Linked DNA regions of Sus scrofa: regions 2 and 3 are each linked to region 1. Evidence: chromatin contacts called from public Hi-C data. All regions are on one chromosome and are shown on one strand. The core of a region is the stretch at or near the end of the contact, and the rest is flanking DNA. Distances in the headings are between cores, read along the strand shown.

Region 1 (4,700 bases), core at 662-3,161:
TCAGTTGAGATCTCCCATGGCTTCCCCAAACACCTGGATTAATGTTTTCTTGGAAGGTCCTTTTTGGGTTTGCCAGCTGATTATTATTTTTGAAGGAGACTAATGACAACCCAGGCCTGTTGTCTACAAAGCTCCTCATTAAGGCATCTTGCACTGCAAACCTGCCCTTCAGGTAGTGACTGCCACCCTCTGGAAAAACAGGCGGGGGCCTCCTGTGGGGGGAAAGGCCATGTGGTCATGGCTGGATGCTTGGGAAGGGTGTGAGGCAGTCATGGGACTGGACTTGGTGGAACCGGGCAGAAGGGGTCGGGGATGGCTCTCTGAACGGGCATGGGAGAAAAACCTCCAGAGGATAGAAAGAGATTGACTGAAGAGACATGCTTTCTCTACGTCTCTCAGCTCAAATCAGTTTCCTTATCATGACACCAGCAAAGGTAGTAATTATCAGGACTGCCTACCATGATTATGGGTGCCAGGAATTGCACTTGGGCAAAGGGACGGTTTTGCATATTTCAGTTTCCTTCTGTGAAGTTCTGACTGCGTGCACTTCCTTGTTTCGTCTTTAGTTTTTTGTCCTTTCTAGGACCACGTCCACAGCATATGGAGGTTCCCAGGCCAGGGGTTGAATTGGAGCTGTTGCTGCCGGCCTACACCAGAGCCACAGCAACACCAGATCTGAGCCACATCTGCGACCTACACCACAGCTCATGGCAATGCCGGATCCTTAACCCACTGAGCGAGGCCAGGGATAGAACCCACGACCCCATGGTTCCTAGTCGGATTCGTTTCCACTGCACCACGATGGGAACTCCTTTTTTTTTTTTTTTTTTTCCTCATGCTACCTTCCATCATGTTCTGTCCCAAGAGATTGGCTATAGTTCTCTGAGCAGTAGGGACAGTAGAACCTCATTGCTTACCCATTCTAAGTGTATTTGTTTTTTAAAAAAAATTATTGGGGTAGAGTTGACTTACAGTGTTGTGTTAGTTTCAGATGTGTAGCAAAGTGAATCAGCTACACGTATACATATATCCACTCTTTTTCTCCATGTAGATTATTATAGGCTATTGAGTAGATTTCCCTGTGCTATAATAGCAGGTTCTTGTTAATTGTCTATCTTATATTCAGCAGTGTGTATACATTATTCCTATCCTCTAATTTATCCCTCCACCCCCCAAGGATTCCCCTATGGTAACCATAATTTTGATTTTGAAATCTGTGAGTTTGTTTCTGTTTTATAAATAAGTTCTTTTGTATCATTTTTACTAGAATCCACAGATAAGTGATATCATATGATATTTGTCTTTGTCTGACTTACTTTGCTTAGTTTGATAATCTCTAGGTCCATCCATGCTGCTGCAAGTGGCCTTATTTCATTCTTGTTTATGGCTGGGTAATATTCCATTGTATATACGTACCACAGCTTCTTCATCCATTCCTCTGTCGATGGACATTTAGGTTTTTTTGCAACCATTTTTGACTTTGTGACACAGTACAAAGAGCCAGTACATTGTACACATTCTGGTTCCACCATTTTTAGCCATATGACCAGAGGTCAATGAATTCAGTCCCTTTGAGCCCCAGTTTCCTCAACTCAAAAATGAGGATAATAATACCTTGTGGGATTGCCATAAGCCTTAAATGAGATTATGAATGAGAAGCTCAGTCAAGAAGAGCTGCTACTGTAAAAATTTCTTTTTCTCTATCTGTGTGTGTATGTCACACACACATTAGTGTTGTGTACACATACTTTACAAGTGAGCATAAATAGACTTGTAGTTTTTATTAGATGACTCATAATTTTATTAGATGGCTCCTAATTTAAATTTCAAAGAGAAGTTTTGGTGAGTAGGCCACTCAGTGTACTGGTATGATTTACACACACTTACACACAAACACATAGACACACACACACACACAGAGTTCTTCAGTAAAACTCCCAGTCTGGTTAGGTCATCAGATCACGAAGTGTGTCAGAGACACTGTCTTCTTTTCCTTTTTGTGTGACCTCACTGCTAATATATTTTAGAAACCCTCTAATCCCTTTCAGAAAGATGGTGACATGTAGATGTTGTAATAGAAATAAATGAGATGGGGAGTGAGTCAGACACGGAAACCATCCCAGGCATCTAGTAAGTCAGAGAAACCAACATTGTTATGATACACAAACAGCCAACAAAACACTTCAGGGTGTTTATGTCTATCATCTATCTATCTTTTACACAAATATGTAAAATCCTAAAAGTATTTTTTTCGGGGCAAGATTTTTATTTTTTTTCTATTATAGTTGGTTTACAGTGTTCTGTCAAATTCTGCTGTATAGCCAAGTGATCCAGTCTGTCTGTCTCTCTCTCTCTCACATACACACAACCTTCTTTTTCTCACATTACCTTCCATCAAGTTCCATCGCACGTGACTAGATGTAGTTCCCTGTGCTGTACAGCAGATCTCATTGCTTATCCCCTCCAAATGCAATGATTTGCATCTACTAACCTCAAACTCTCAGTTCATTCCACTCCTTCCCCCTCCGCCTTAGCAACCACACGTCTGTTCTCCAAGTCTATGAGTTTGCTAAGAGTATTTCTTGATTACAGGCCATCTAAGACTAGTATGTAATGTTCAGTATTGCGAGAAAACATGCCTAGAGTGAATGGACAATATCGAAGGGTCTTAATGACTTAAGTATTTAAACATTATAACTAAATAGCTACCTGGTAATCTTGATCATCTTCATCTGTGTGGTTTCATTTTTTTCCCCCCCTTTTTTTTAGGGCCACACCCATGGCATATGAAAGTTCCCAGGCCCTGGGTCAAATTGGAGCTGTAGCTGCCGGCCTGTGTAGGTTCACCTTTTAGTTTCTTGGTGGAGAAGAGCATTGCTTACCTACACTGAAAAAGATCCCCTTTCGGTGAAACTTGATCTGCGCCTGCGCCTGCGCGGTGCCTGTGGTACTCGCTGGTGCCTGTGGTACTCGTTGTCGGCAGAAGCATTTGCAGAGAAGTTGCTAATGTCCCTGGAATGCGGAACTTAAATGTAGAGTCAAAAGAAATCCAAACTCAAAGACTAGAAGGAGAAGAATTTATCCGGGCTTCCTAACAAGCTCTCAGGGAAGAGCAGAGAATGCCCTCCTCACTGAGTTGGAGTTATTTTTCTTGGTCCTCATTTGTGAAGAGACCTAGAGGACAGCTGTGACCGTGCATGAGCAGTGGCGTCACTCTCTGCCGTCTTCGAAGAGGGAAGACCTTGGCTCTTCTCCTGGCAGCTTTGGTCCTTCATCCATGGTTACTGGACCAGGACTTCTGTGGAGCTCTGTTGCAGTGTTAAATGACCAAAAGCCTGGTGGAAAGGCTAATGGACTAGCTTTAAATCAGCTTTTTGTCACTGAGCAAATGATAGACACTTCTATTTTATTTTCTTAAATTAAAATAATTATTTTCAATATTGTTAATATTTCACAGGACTTTTTATGCTGTCCCCACACTGCTTCTTTGAGAGTCGCAGGAGAGAAACTAGTCTTTTTTTTTTTTTTTTTTTCTTCTTCTTCTTTTTAGGGCCACGTCCATGGCCTGTGGATATTCCCCAGCTAGGGGTGGAATCTGAGCTGTAGCTGTAGGCCTGCCTCACAGCCACAGTAACACTGGATCTGAGCCGTATCTTTGACCTATGCCGTAGCTTGCTGGATCCTTAACCCACTGAGCTAGGCCAGGGATTGAACCTGCATCCTCACAGAGACCATGTCAAGTCCTTAACCCACTGAGCCACAATGGGAACTCCAGTCTCATCCCTTTTTAATGATCTGTTTGCTTACTCATTGGTTCACGAGATACTAGCACAACTCTTACTGGTTTAAAACAACAGCCGTCTTATCTGTTCATAATTCTATGGATCAGAATTTCAGGTTTAGAATACCAGGATGGCTCATCTCTGCTCCATGATGTCTGGGGCCTCAGCTGGGTCAGCTTGAATGGTTGGGGACAGGCTGGAATGGCTTGCTCTGAGTCATATGTCTGGAGCTTCAGTTTTGGCCGTTGGCTGTGTTCTTCCGTTTTCCTTCATGTGGCCTCTCCATGAGGCTAGCTGATACTTCTTCATAGCATGGTAGTCTCAGGGTAAATGGACTTCCTACATGGGAGCATTCCAAGAGGGTGAGCCCTGTTGCATAAGCATGCATTAAACCTTTGCTTTGTCATGTCTGCTGATGTTCCATTGGCCAAATCAAGTTACGTGGCCCAGGCCAAAGTGATTGAGGGAGAAACTACAGAAAGGCCTGAGTCCTGAGGGGTATAGATTCATTGGGGCCACCAATATCTACTGCATACTCAGAAAATAATACCATTGTTTAATGTCCATTTCCTGTCATGAAAAGCTAAATAGGTGTATATGTAACTGTGGTACAATATTTCTCAATGTCCATAAAAGGTAATTTGGGGATTATGTTATTTTTTTTCCCAGGGAAATCGTGTGGTATATCATTTGACATAACATAAGCTTTAAAAAACCTCAGGGAGTTCCCGTCATGGCTCAGTGGAAATGATTCTGACTAGCATCCATGAGGATGCAGGTTCAATCCCTGGCCTCACTCAGTGGGTTAAGGATCTGGTATTGTCTCTTCAGTGCCTCTGGTCGCTGTTCCCTGGCTGGGGAATTTCCATATGCTGTGGGTGAAGCCAGGAAAAAAAAAATCTCCATGCTATGTATAGT
Region 2 (4,700 bases), core at 916-3,415, 570 kb after region 1:
TTGTCCATGGGCTCTTTCACACTTGGAGGCAGAGCTGAGCTGTTGAGACAGAGACCAGCAAAACCGAAAACATTGATCACTTGGCCCTTTACAAAAAATGTTTGCCTCAAGCCTGTAGAGGTTAAGACTGCAATGTACAAATGAGGGTACCGCACAGCCCTCCTCCCCTTCTGAGGTTCAGATCTACCCCCCTTCCCCCGGCAGGACTGACCCCGGCTCCCTAAACCCATCTGGTCAACCGGATCCGCTTCATCCGAGCACGGAGCAGTGTATCAGCGCCCCCTGCCGGCGGTCGAGGGTTGGAAGGCTCGCTTTGAGCCCATCCTCTTGGCCTCTGCTGCCACCTGGTGGCTTTTTTTGGAAGTGCAGTCAGAGATCCAGACGGGGTCTGAGAGAAAGGGAGGGACCTTGTGCCGATAGGCGTGGAAATTGCCATAGCCAACCGGCAAACTATTGCAGGCAGAGATTGAAGCCTCCCAGCTAGCGTCCACTGAAAACGTTTCCCTGCTTATTTGATAGGTGAGAATACATGTGACAGTGCCCAGAGAGGTGCCTAGATGCTTAACAAATGTCAAGTGTAGAACATGGCTCTCAGTCTCCATTTCCTAGGGGGTGGAGCATGGAATTCGAGCTTCAGCCAGAGGTGATTGGAAGAGACTTGAAAGATCTCGAATTGACCCACGTCCCCCCACCATGCACTGGGCTTTGCATGCTTCTTTCATTCTTTCTCGCCTTCATGCATTATTCATTCATTCAACAAACCTTTCTTGAGCACCAAGCCAGGCACTGTGCTGCACTGAGGACAAAACGGTGTGCCTGACACAAGCATCTGACAGTCTCCTGGAACGGCTGTTACTCGATAATTGCAGTAAGGCTTGAGGAGGAATGTTTAGAGGGAGCAGAGAACCCTAACCCAGCAGACCAGCACGTAGGGCATCGGGGAAGGTTTGAAGTGGCTGAAGATGGATGCGTTAGTCAGACAGGAGGGAGTGTGTCTTTGCAAAGGTGCAGGGGTGAGTGTACCCAGCAAGGTGCTGAAAGAAGGCCTGAGAAGCAGGAACACAGGGAGTGACCAGAGGAGGGGCGAGATGGGGCTGGAGGGAGCGGGGAGCTGTCCCAGGCAGAGCCTCCAATGCTCGGTGGATGTGCCAACGTCAACGGGTAGCCCCTACAAGAACTGGGAAGAGGTGAATGTATGTATATGTGTGACGGGATCACTTTGCTGTACAGCAGAAATTGACAGAACATTGTAAATCAACTACACTCTAATAAAAATTTTTAAATAAATTTATAGTTTGACATTAAAAAAAAAAAAAAGATCGGGAAAACGCAGGGCACCGCTGCTCCTCAGGCTCACCCATTCCATGACTGGGCAGCTCTGATTACTAGAAAGTACTCCTTCCTTCTGGGATGAATCAGCCACCTGTAACATCCCGTGCCCACAGGCTCCTGTCCTGCTCACGGCATACCCGAGTCAAGTGGCCTCCCTGACCCCAGGACAGCCTCTCACCCCCTCACAGCCTCAGTGACTGTTCCCTGACAAAGGCGGTCTCGCAGGGCAGGTGGGAAGGTGCTCTGGAACCAGGCTTCAGGTGCAAATCCCAGCTCATCCCCTTAACGGCTGTGTGGCCTTGAGCCCCTCACCTAACCTCTCTGAACCTCAGTTCTCTCCTGCGAAAGAAGCATACCCCTGCTTAGCTCAGAGTGGATGCCCTTGAGAGGGATGGTAGGAAGAGGGCTCCACCCCTCCTCGTGGCTCCCCTAGCGCCCCGGGCTGACCTATGACGTGGGTCGTGGATGTTGATCATCTGCGCGTGCTCCTCGTTTGCCACTTCACTCCCAGTGCAGGGCCTGCTGCCTGGCGGGTGCTCAGTAGTGTTAGCTGAATGAATGAATGAATGAATGATTATTGCGCTGATTACATGCAAACCCACCATTGCCACTCGGGACGCAGGCGAGCGCAATTACAAACGGTGACAATGCCCACAGCTCCCCAGCTTAGCCAGCAGCACCCTCCCCTCATCGCATCCCAGGAGAAGTGCGGAAGCTCAGGAAGCGAACCCACCCTCCGTAAAAAACAAACAAAAAAAACTGGAAGAAACCAAAACGGAGCCCTGCGTGCTCGGGCGCCCTCTGCCGGGAAGGCCCGACATTACTCGGGGGGCGGGTACACGCAGCCCCTCCTCCCGCCCAGCCCCCGCCTCCCCCGCTCTCCCTGTGAACCCCGCGCTCAGGGTAGAAAGGCTCAACCCGGGGGTGGTCCCGCCCCTTCCCCGCTCACCCCCTCGCCCAGGGAAGCCCCAGGCGGTCCCTGACCCTCCACAGACGTCATTGTCCTTCGTCATTGTCCTCTCTTCTCCGCAAGCACTTTTCCTTCGTCCCTACATCCCCCAGAACCGCCCCTGCTCTCTCAGCTGGTCTGAAACATCAGACGTGGAGCAGGAAAGGACGTTAATAATAATAGCAAAGGATTAAAGTCCCTCGCTGCTCCAACGTCGCCCCTCTTCTGGTACCTCGCCCTTCTGCTGGGCCACATAGAATCCCAGAAAGGGAAAGAACGAGTTGACCGTCTTTAGTGCAACCGTTTGGCCTTTGGGAAAACTGGGGCAAGGGGTCTGGGAGAGAATAGAAAGAGGAGTCTTCATGGGCATTTGATGCGAGCTGGACTCTGTGATCGGCCCTTACCTGGTACACAGACACTTGCCCAAATGCAGAACCAGGACCCAAACCTGGCACGCCCTGCTCAGGGCGCCCTCCGTCCCACCAGGGTCTCTCTTGGAAAAGGGACCTTGGGAGGGAGCAGTACAGGAAACACCAGCGCACACTCACAGTAGGCCGCCAGCTGGCACACCTACCGCACACCTAACGTCGCCCTAACACCCCAGCCCTAGAGAGAGGACTCTCCACACATTTCGAGGGGACCAGGTTACCTTTTAGGACTTTGGAGGCTGGGAAGGTAGTGGAAACAAGGGCGTGAAGGAAACCTCACCTGTCCTGAAGTCCGGTCTGTGCTGCCACCTTGTGGCCATAGCAGGAAGTGCGCCTGTTCCTGGGCACTGCCTTGGTCCTGAAGTTCTAAGTTAACGCTTGGGTAGAATGAAACTGAGCGCTGTGCTCCAGGAGACACACAAAAAAGGAACAAGGCACAGCTCGATCTTTTACAGCTCACTTACAGAATACAGTCTGGCCAAGTGGCCTCTAAGTGACATGGTTCAAAGCTCAACTCAGATACCCACCAAAATAGAAGGTCTGCCAAAGATTCCAAAAGATGGAGGGAGGCATCAAGAAAGCAATGTTGGAGTTCCCGTTGTGGCTCAGTGGTTAACGAATCCGACTAGGCACCGTGAGGTTGTGGGTTCAATCCCTGGCCTCACTCAGTGGCTTAAGGATCCGGCGTTGCCGTGAGCTGTGGTGTAGGTCGCAGATGAGGCTTGGATCTGTTGTTGCTGTGGCTCTGGCATAGGCTGGCAGCTACAGCTCCAATTAGAGCCCTAGCCTGAGAATCTCCATATGCCGTGAGAGCAGCCCTAGAAAAGACAAAAGAAAGAAAGAAAGAAAGAAAGAAAGAAAGAGAGAAAGAAAGAGATGTTAATTAAAGCTGGGCCTTAATTAAAGAAGTTCTAAAGTTCCCGTCGTGGCGCAGTGGTTAACGAATCCGACTAGGAACCATGAGGTTGCGGGTTCGGTCCCTGCCCTTGCTCAGTGGGTTAACGATCCGGCGTTGCCGTGAGCTGTGGTGTAGGTTGCAGACGCGGCTCGGATCTTGTGTTGCTGTGTCTCTGGCATAGGCTGGTGACTACAGCTCCGATTCGACCCCTAGCCTGGGAACCTCCATATGCCGTGGGAGCGGCCCAAAGAAATAGCAAAAAGACAAAAAAAAAAAAAAGGAAGTTCTAGTTGTGGCGCAGCAAAAACGAATCCAACTAGTATCCATGAGGATGCAGGTTCGATCCCTGGCTTCACTCAGTGGGTTTAAGGATCCTGTGTTACCCATACCTCTGCCTCGGCATGGATCTGGCCTTGTTGTGCCGCAGGCTGGCAGCTGCAGCTACGATTCAACCCCTAGCCTGGGAACTTCTCAATGCCTTGGGTGTGGACTTAAAAAGACAATAAAATAAAATAATAAAATAAAATAAAAACCTGACCTTTTAAAGGGCAGGTAGAATTTGAGGCAAGCAAAGATGAAAGAAGACACTCCAGGTGGACCAGACTGAGTAATAGTGCAAAGGCAGGAAACATCGGTTCTAAGGAATCCAGTTTGTCCCAAGCTTAGGTCAGATGTGTAAGGTATTGAGGGCAGGGGCATTTGGGAGCCTCATGGGCAAAGCCAAGCTTGTACTTAAATCTCTGTGCAATGGGGAGCCAGTAAAGGGGGATCTAGTCAGGAAAAAAAGAAGCATAAGAGCTGCAGAGGAGTGGGGTGAACAGGGCAAAGAGGACGTGTTTCAGGGCAATGGAGACGGTGCCGGGGAAGGAGAACAGAGGAAGGGACACTGCCGCGCGGATGGAGGAACTACTGAGAGAGCGGACAAGGCAGGGCCACCAGGAGAGATGAGGACGGCAGCTTGAGCTGCTCTCCACAAGGACATCCTTTATGCAACGAGAAATAATAAATTAATAAAAGTGGATGGAGTTCCCTGGTGGCTCAGCAGGTTAAGGATCCGGCATTGTCACTGCTGTGGGCTCTAGTTGCTGCGGGG
Region 3 (4,700 bases), core at 1,197-3,696, 540 kb after region 1:
CCATGATAGGAACTCCAGAACTGGGAATTTTTTAAGACTTGAAGGCTAAAGAGTAGATGTTAAGAGAGGGCAGCACCCAGGAGGCAAAAGCAATAAACACGTCCTGGGCCTCAGAGCCCATCTGGGGCCCTAGGTTCTGAGACGTGATGCTGGGCAAAGCTCGGGTTCCAGACTGAGCCCAAGGCCAGTTTGTTACCAGCCCCAGGGCCTCAGAGGGACCATCTGGACCCGCCCCTCACCCATCTCCCTGCACTGGCGGCTGATTGAACCCAGAGAGGCCGGTCAGTGACTCAGAGGCCTGGTTCACTGGGCTCTCGGGGTTGGTGGAGAGGAGCTGGCTGACCCCAGAGCTCAGCCCACTGACTCACCAGGGCTCCCCTGGGCTCCCTGCTGCCCGGACCAAGCCCAGTATCTGATCTGGCACTCCCAGCAGCTCTGTTTCCAGGGAGCAATTGCAGGAATTCCCTTCCTGGCGCGGATCCCTGGCAGGAGCAGTCACAGCCCCTCACAGGGGCCAACGGTGGGCCTGGTTCTCCACCAGGAAACCAAGCAGACCTGACCCCCCGCCAGCCAGTCCCAGACCCAGCGCTTCCCAAGCCCTTGGCTCTCGCACCTCTTTGACCTCTCACCTGCCTCGGAAGGCTGCAGCCCTGTAGGAACCTCCAGGGGCAAGGCCTGTGCAAAAGACCCAGGTGCCACGTTTACAGAATGCCAAGGTCACGTCCCTAAAGGTCAGGAGTGTGTGGTGTGTGTGTGTGTGTGTGTGTGTGTATGCGTGCGTGTGTGTGTGTGTGTGTGTGTGTGTGTGTGTGTGTGTGTGTGTTGTCTCCTCCAGCAGATTAAGTCAGAAAAAATCTTCCCCCTGTGTGCTTCCAGTCTGAGTGAGAAGGCATAGCTCTGGGAGTTCCTGTCGTGGCACAGTGGTTAACGAATCCGACTAGGAACCATGAGGTTGCAGGTTCGATCCCTGCCCTTGCTCAGTGGGTTGACGATCCGGCATTGCCGTGAGCTGTGGTGTAGGTTGCAGACGTGGCTTGGATCCCACGTTGCTGTGGCTCTGGCATAGGCCAGGGGCTACAGCTCCGATTAGACCCCTAGCCTGGGAACCTCCATATGCCGCGGGAGCGGCCCTAGAAAAAAAGGCAAAAAGACAAAAAAAAAAAAAAAAAAGAAAGAAAGAAAAGAAGAAAACACAGCTCCTTTCCCCAGGGACTCCTGCCTCAGTCTGCAAGGAGAGACAGCCTCTGCCCTTAGGGACACCCAGAGGGACCATCACAGAAGGAGTAAGAAGGACCCACAACCAAAGCAGCTGTGAGAACATGTCAGACTCAGTGAAATCAGCACAGTGAGCAAAGCACAGGTGGAACCTCAAAGTGTAGAAGGGACCCCAAGATCTGAGGATAAAAGCCAAGTGCCATCCATTCAAGGAGGACTGCCTGGAGGAGGTGAGGCAGGCGAGGGAGTGGAGAGGATTCAGAAGGGTATGGGATCATGAAAAGGAGACATCCAGCCTCATCCCCCAGCAGCCACCTGGGTCCATGCTAATCTCCATACCCGGAAGGCCTTCTGCTGCCCTCAAGGTTCTGAAGCCTTCCCTGCCCACGTCCCCATCACCCACCCCAAATGCCCTCGCCCAGAAGGAGGCGCTCCAAACAGCCACCCGGTATGGGACGTCCTCCAGGACTTGGACCAGTGGCGGGCACAGGGCTGTGATCCAGAGCAAGGGAGAGAGTGAAGGAATGAAGGAAGGAAGGATGGAGACGTAGCAGGGAGAAGAAATGTCTGCCAGGTCCAAAGCTGAGACGGCGTGAGTCAGAAGCAGGTACCAAGGACAGAGGCCCGGCCGCTCCCACCTTGCTCCGCAGGTCCTCGATGGTCTTGAAGTAGGCGCTGTAGTCGCGGGCAGGCCCGGGGCCCTGCTTCTTGTACCAGTCGTGGATCTTCACCTCCAGGTCGGCGTTGGCCTCCTCCAGGGCGCGCACCTTGTCCAGGTAGGAGGCCAGGCGGTCGTTGAGGTTCTGCATGGTCTCCTTCTCACTGCCCCCCAGCAGGGCGTCGGCCACGCCAAAGCTGGAGCCGAAGCCCCCGCCCAGGCTGCAGGTGTAGCCCCCGCTGTAGCCACCCCCCAACCCCGCGGAGAAGCGGGACGAGGCCATGGACATGTTGCCGCAGGTACCGGCTCCCAGGAGGCTGGGGGCCCGGCAGGCGCCCCCAACGCGGATGGAGGAGACCCGAGAGAAACCCCCGCCGGGCACACACAGGCCCTTGACGGAGCCGGAGGTTGAGAACTGGCGGATGCTGGTCGTGGTGGCCATGGTGTCCACAAGTCGGATGGAGGATCTGGTCTGGACAGAGACCCCGGGCAGCCCTTTATAGCCAGGCTCAAAGGGGGGCTGGGTCCCTGGCCCTTGAAGTCAGAGCCAAACCCCCAGCCATGTAATTTGCTGCCACACCAGCCGCCCAGGGCCTGGGGCTCAGGCCGGACACACAGATCTCATCCGTGGGCCCCCTCCCCCGGCAGGAGCCTGGCCTGGGCACGAGGGCCTCTCAGCAGCCCATTGTCTGTTGGAAACAAAAGTGGGGCTGGAGCCGCAGCCCCGGGGCAGGGTGATCCTCCATCCTCAGCGGCAATTAGGCGGCTGAGCTCATTCTTGGGGGGAGACTAGAGAACAAGGCTCCACAGGCCTGGAGCCTGGGGCTGGGCTAGCCCCTCGCCCAGGATTCCTGAGTTCCAGATGCGGGCGCGCAGCCTCTCCCAGGCACAACCGGGCCCTGAGGCCACTCCCCAGGCTGGAGGGGGTGGGGGGGCGAAGCAGCCTCTGATCTGAGGGCCTCCCCCACTCCCACCCCATCTCCTGGGGTCATTCTAGGTCTGTGGGAGGAGAGGCACCCCTGGCCTGGACGCTGCCCTATCAGAGGCAAACAGACAGCAGAGCTTCAGATGCAAGCTTTCGGGAATCCGGTCCAAGAGCCTCAGTTGCCTCGTTTGTAAAATAAGGGTAAGGCCTGCTTCCCACAGTCTTTGACACCTGGGAGCCAGGAGGTCACCCTCGGGTGAGTCTGTGACATCGGTCAAGCTGGGCTGATGGAGAGGAAGCAGCAGAGTTTCGGGTGACCGCTCCTGCTCATCGCCCCCCACCCTGTACCCCTGTACCTGAGGAAAGACACTCCCCAGGGGCTCCCCGAGGAAGTGTGGGGTGCAGGGCCTGTGTGGCGGGCAGCTCTCCACCCATGGCGCCACGCCCTGGGGAAGGGCGGCCCCTGCGAGGGAAAAAGCGCAATCCCACATCCTGGCTGCTGGCACCTGCCCGCACCGACAAAGAGATTACCAACCTAATCTCCTCGGTGCTAATGATTTAGGCGCTGCCAGGACCCTGGCGTCTGCACGGGGCCTGTCTGAATGGGGAGCTTCCAGGGGCGGCGAGGCCCTGGGGCCAGGCAGGGGTGGGAGTGGGGGGGGCACGTGGGTGGCCTGGGCTCTCAGCCCACCCACAGGGACAGGGAGGGAGTTGGGGTTCCACGAGGATCAGAGCTGTTGTGCTGAGGCCAGACTGCTGGGCGGACTTCCTGCCTAGAAAGTGGGTGGCCTCGCTCGCAAGGGTGTCTCCTTGCTTGGACAGTGGGGGCTGCACGAGCTACTGAGAGAGGGACAACCTGGACTTTATCCTGCTCCCACCCTGCCCGTAAAGTCCGGGGGTCCCCAGGGTTGCTGGAGGTGGGGAGGGGGCCTCAAAGCCAAGACTAGGGAGCACGTCAGATCACCAGGGCTCCTCCAGGTCAGGAATCAGGGAGGACTTCTGCTCCTCCAGGAGAGTCTTGGGGGAGGGAACCAAGAGAACCCGGGGTCACCTGAGTGGGTCAGAGGCCAGCCTTGCACCAGCCTCACAGGGAATGACCTTCCCCCTCCCTGCTGCCAGGAACCCCTCTCCCTCTGACGGCCCTCGATCCTCCAGGCAGGCCTCCCTCGGTTCAGAGAAGTAAACTTGTTTGGTTTGGTTTGGTTTGCTTTGGTTTTGTCTTTTTCAGGCTGCACCTGCATATGGAAGTTCCCAGGCTAGGGGTCAAACCGGAGCTGCAGCTGCCCAGCCTACACCTCAGCCACAGTAACACGGGATCTAAGCCACATCTGCGACCTACACCACAGCTCACGGCAACACTGGATCCTTAACCCACTGAGCAAGGCCAGGATTCGAACCTGCGCCCTCGTGGATATTAATCGGGTTCGTTTCCGCTGAGCCGGGACGGGAACTCCAAGGGGTAGAGAATTTATGAACCTTCCTTTCTCCATCCCAGGTCACCAAGACTTCACCACCCCGCCCCCAAATCACTACGTCAGAGGTCTGGGCCTCGGTTTCCCACACCAGTGACCCCCCAGGCCCTTGGCCTCTGGGCTTTGGAGACTCCACCACCTGTGGGCTCCCTCTGGCACCTCACCCCAGAGGGCCTCCCTGGCTGAAGGGCAGGCCCAGCTCAGCCCCTGATCCCCAGGGGGAAAGGCGGAGTTAGACCCTCCAGAGAGCGAGGCCAGCCCGGGCAGGCCTACGATGACCTAGACATTCCTCCTGCACAGCTCAGGACAGCCCCGGCCAGACCCTCCCAAGCGCACCGCGAGGGACTGAGGCACGGGGTGCCTGAGCCGCAGGCAGGCAGGCAGGCAGGCGGGTGGGGCCCGGCGCCTCCGCAGAGCCGGGCCTGAAGCC

The links. Hi-C and Micro-C count contacts between places; a contact is called where the count stands out from the background.
Region 2: a contact with region 1 is called in a Hi-C map of omental adipose tissue, with 2.6 times the contacts expected there. The contact joins two enhancer-like sites. A contact is called at or near these places in 15 of 47 Hi-C or Micro-C datasets (alveolar macrophages, brain, embryonic fibroblasts and 8 more) and 2 of 2 datasets of contacts at active chromatin or transcription factors (alveolar macrophages and skeletal muscle).
Region 3: a Hi-C map of omental adipose tissue shows a contact between it and region 1, with 2.0 times the contacts expected there. The contact joins the promoter of LOC100737030 here to the enhancer-like site in region 1. A contact is called at or near these places in 1 of 5 promoter capture datasets (liver) and 16 of 47 Hi-C or Micro-C datasets (adipose tissue, embryonic fibroblasts, fetal heart ventricle and 11 more).

What each region holds. Positions count from the first base shown.
Region 1 is chr12:21,551,927-21,556,626 of Sscrofa11.1, reverse strand. No RefSeq gene overlaps it. Among named protein-coding and RNA genes, the nearest start is that of KRT23, 27 kb to the right of the region's middle. Within about 2 kb of position 1,911, at least 6 of the 83 cell types and tissues checked have an H3K27ac peak or open chromatin away from gene starts, as enhancers often do. A contact at or near this core is called in embryonic fibroblasts and omental adipose tissue, where this site is marked.
Region 2 is chr12:20,985,341-20,990,040 of Sscrofa11.1, reverse strand. No RefSeq gene overlaps it. Among named protein-coding and RNA genes, the nearest start is that of EIF1, 11 kb to the right of the region's middle. Within about 2 kb of position 2,165, at least 35 of the 83 cell types and tissues checked have an H3K27ac peak or open chromatin away from gene starts, as enhancers often do. A contact at or near this core is called in omental adipose tissue, where this site is marked.
Region 3 is chr12:21,011,928-21,016,627 of Sscrofa11.1, reverse strand. LOC100737030 (keratin, type I cytoskeletal 42) reads right to left here and starts at 2,446. Exons shown (of 8, transcript XM_003482983.3): 1 at 1,854-2,446. The coding sequence starts at 2,315.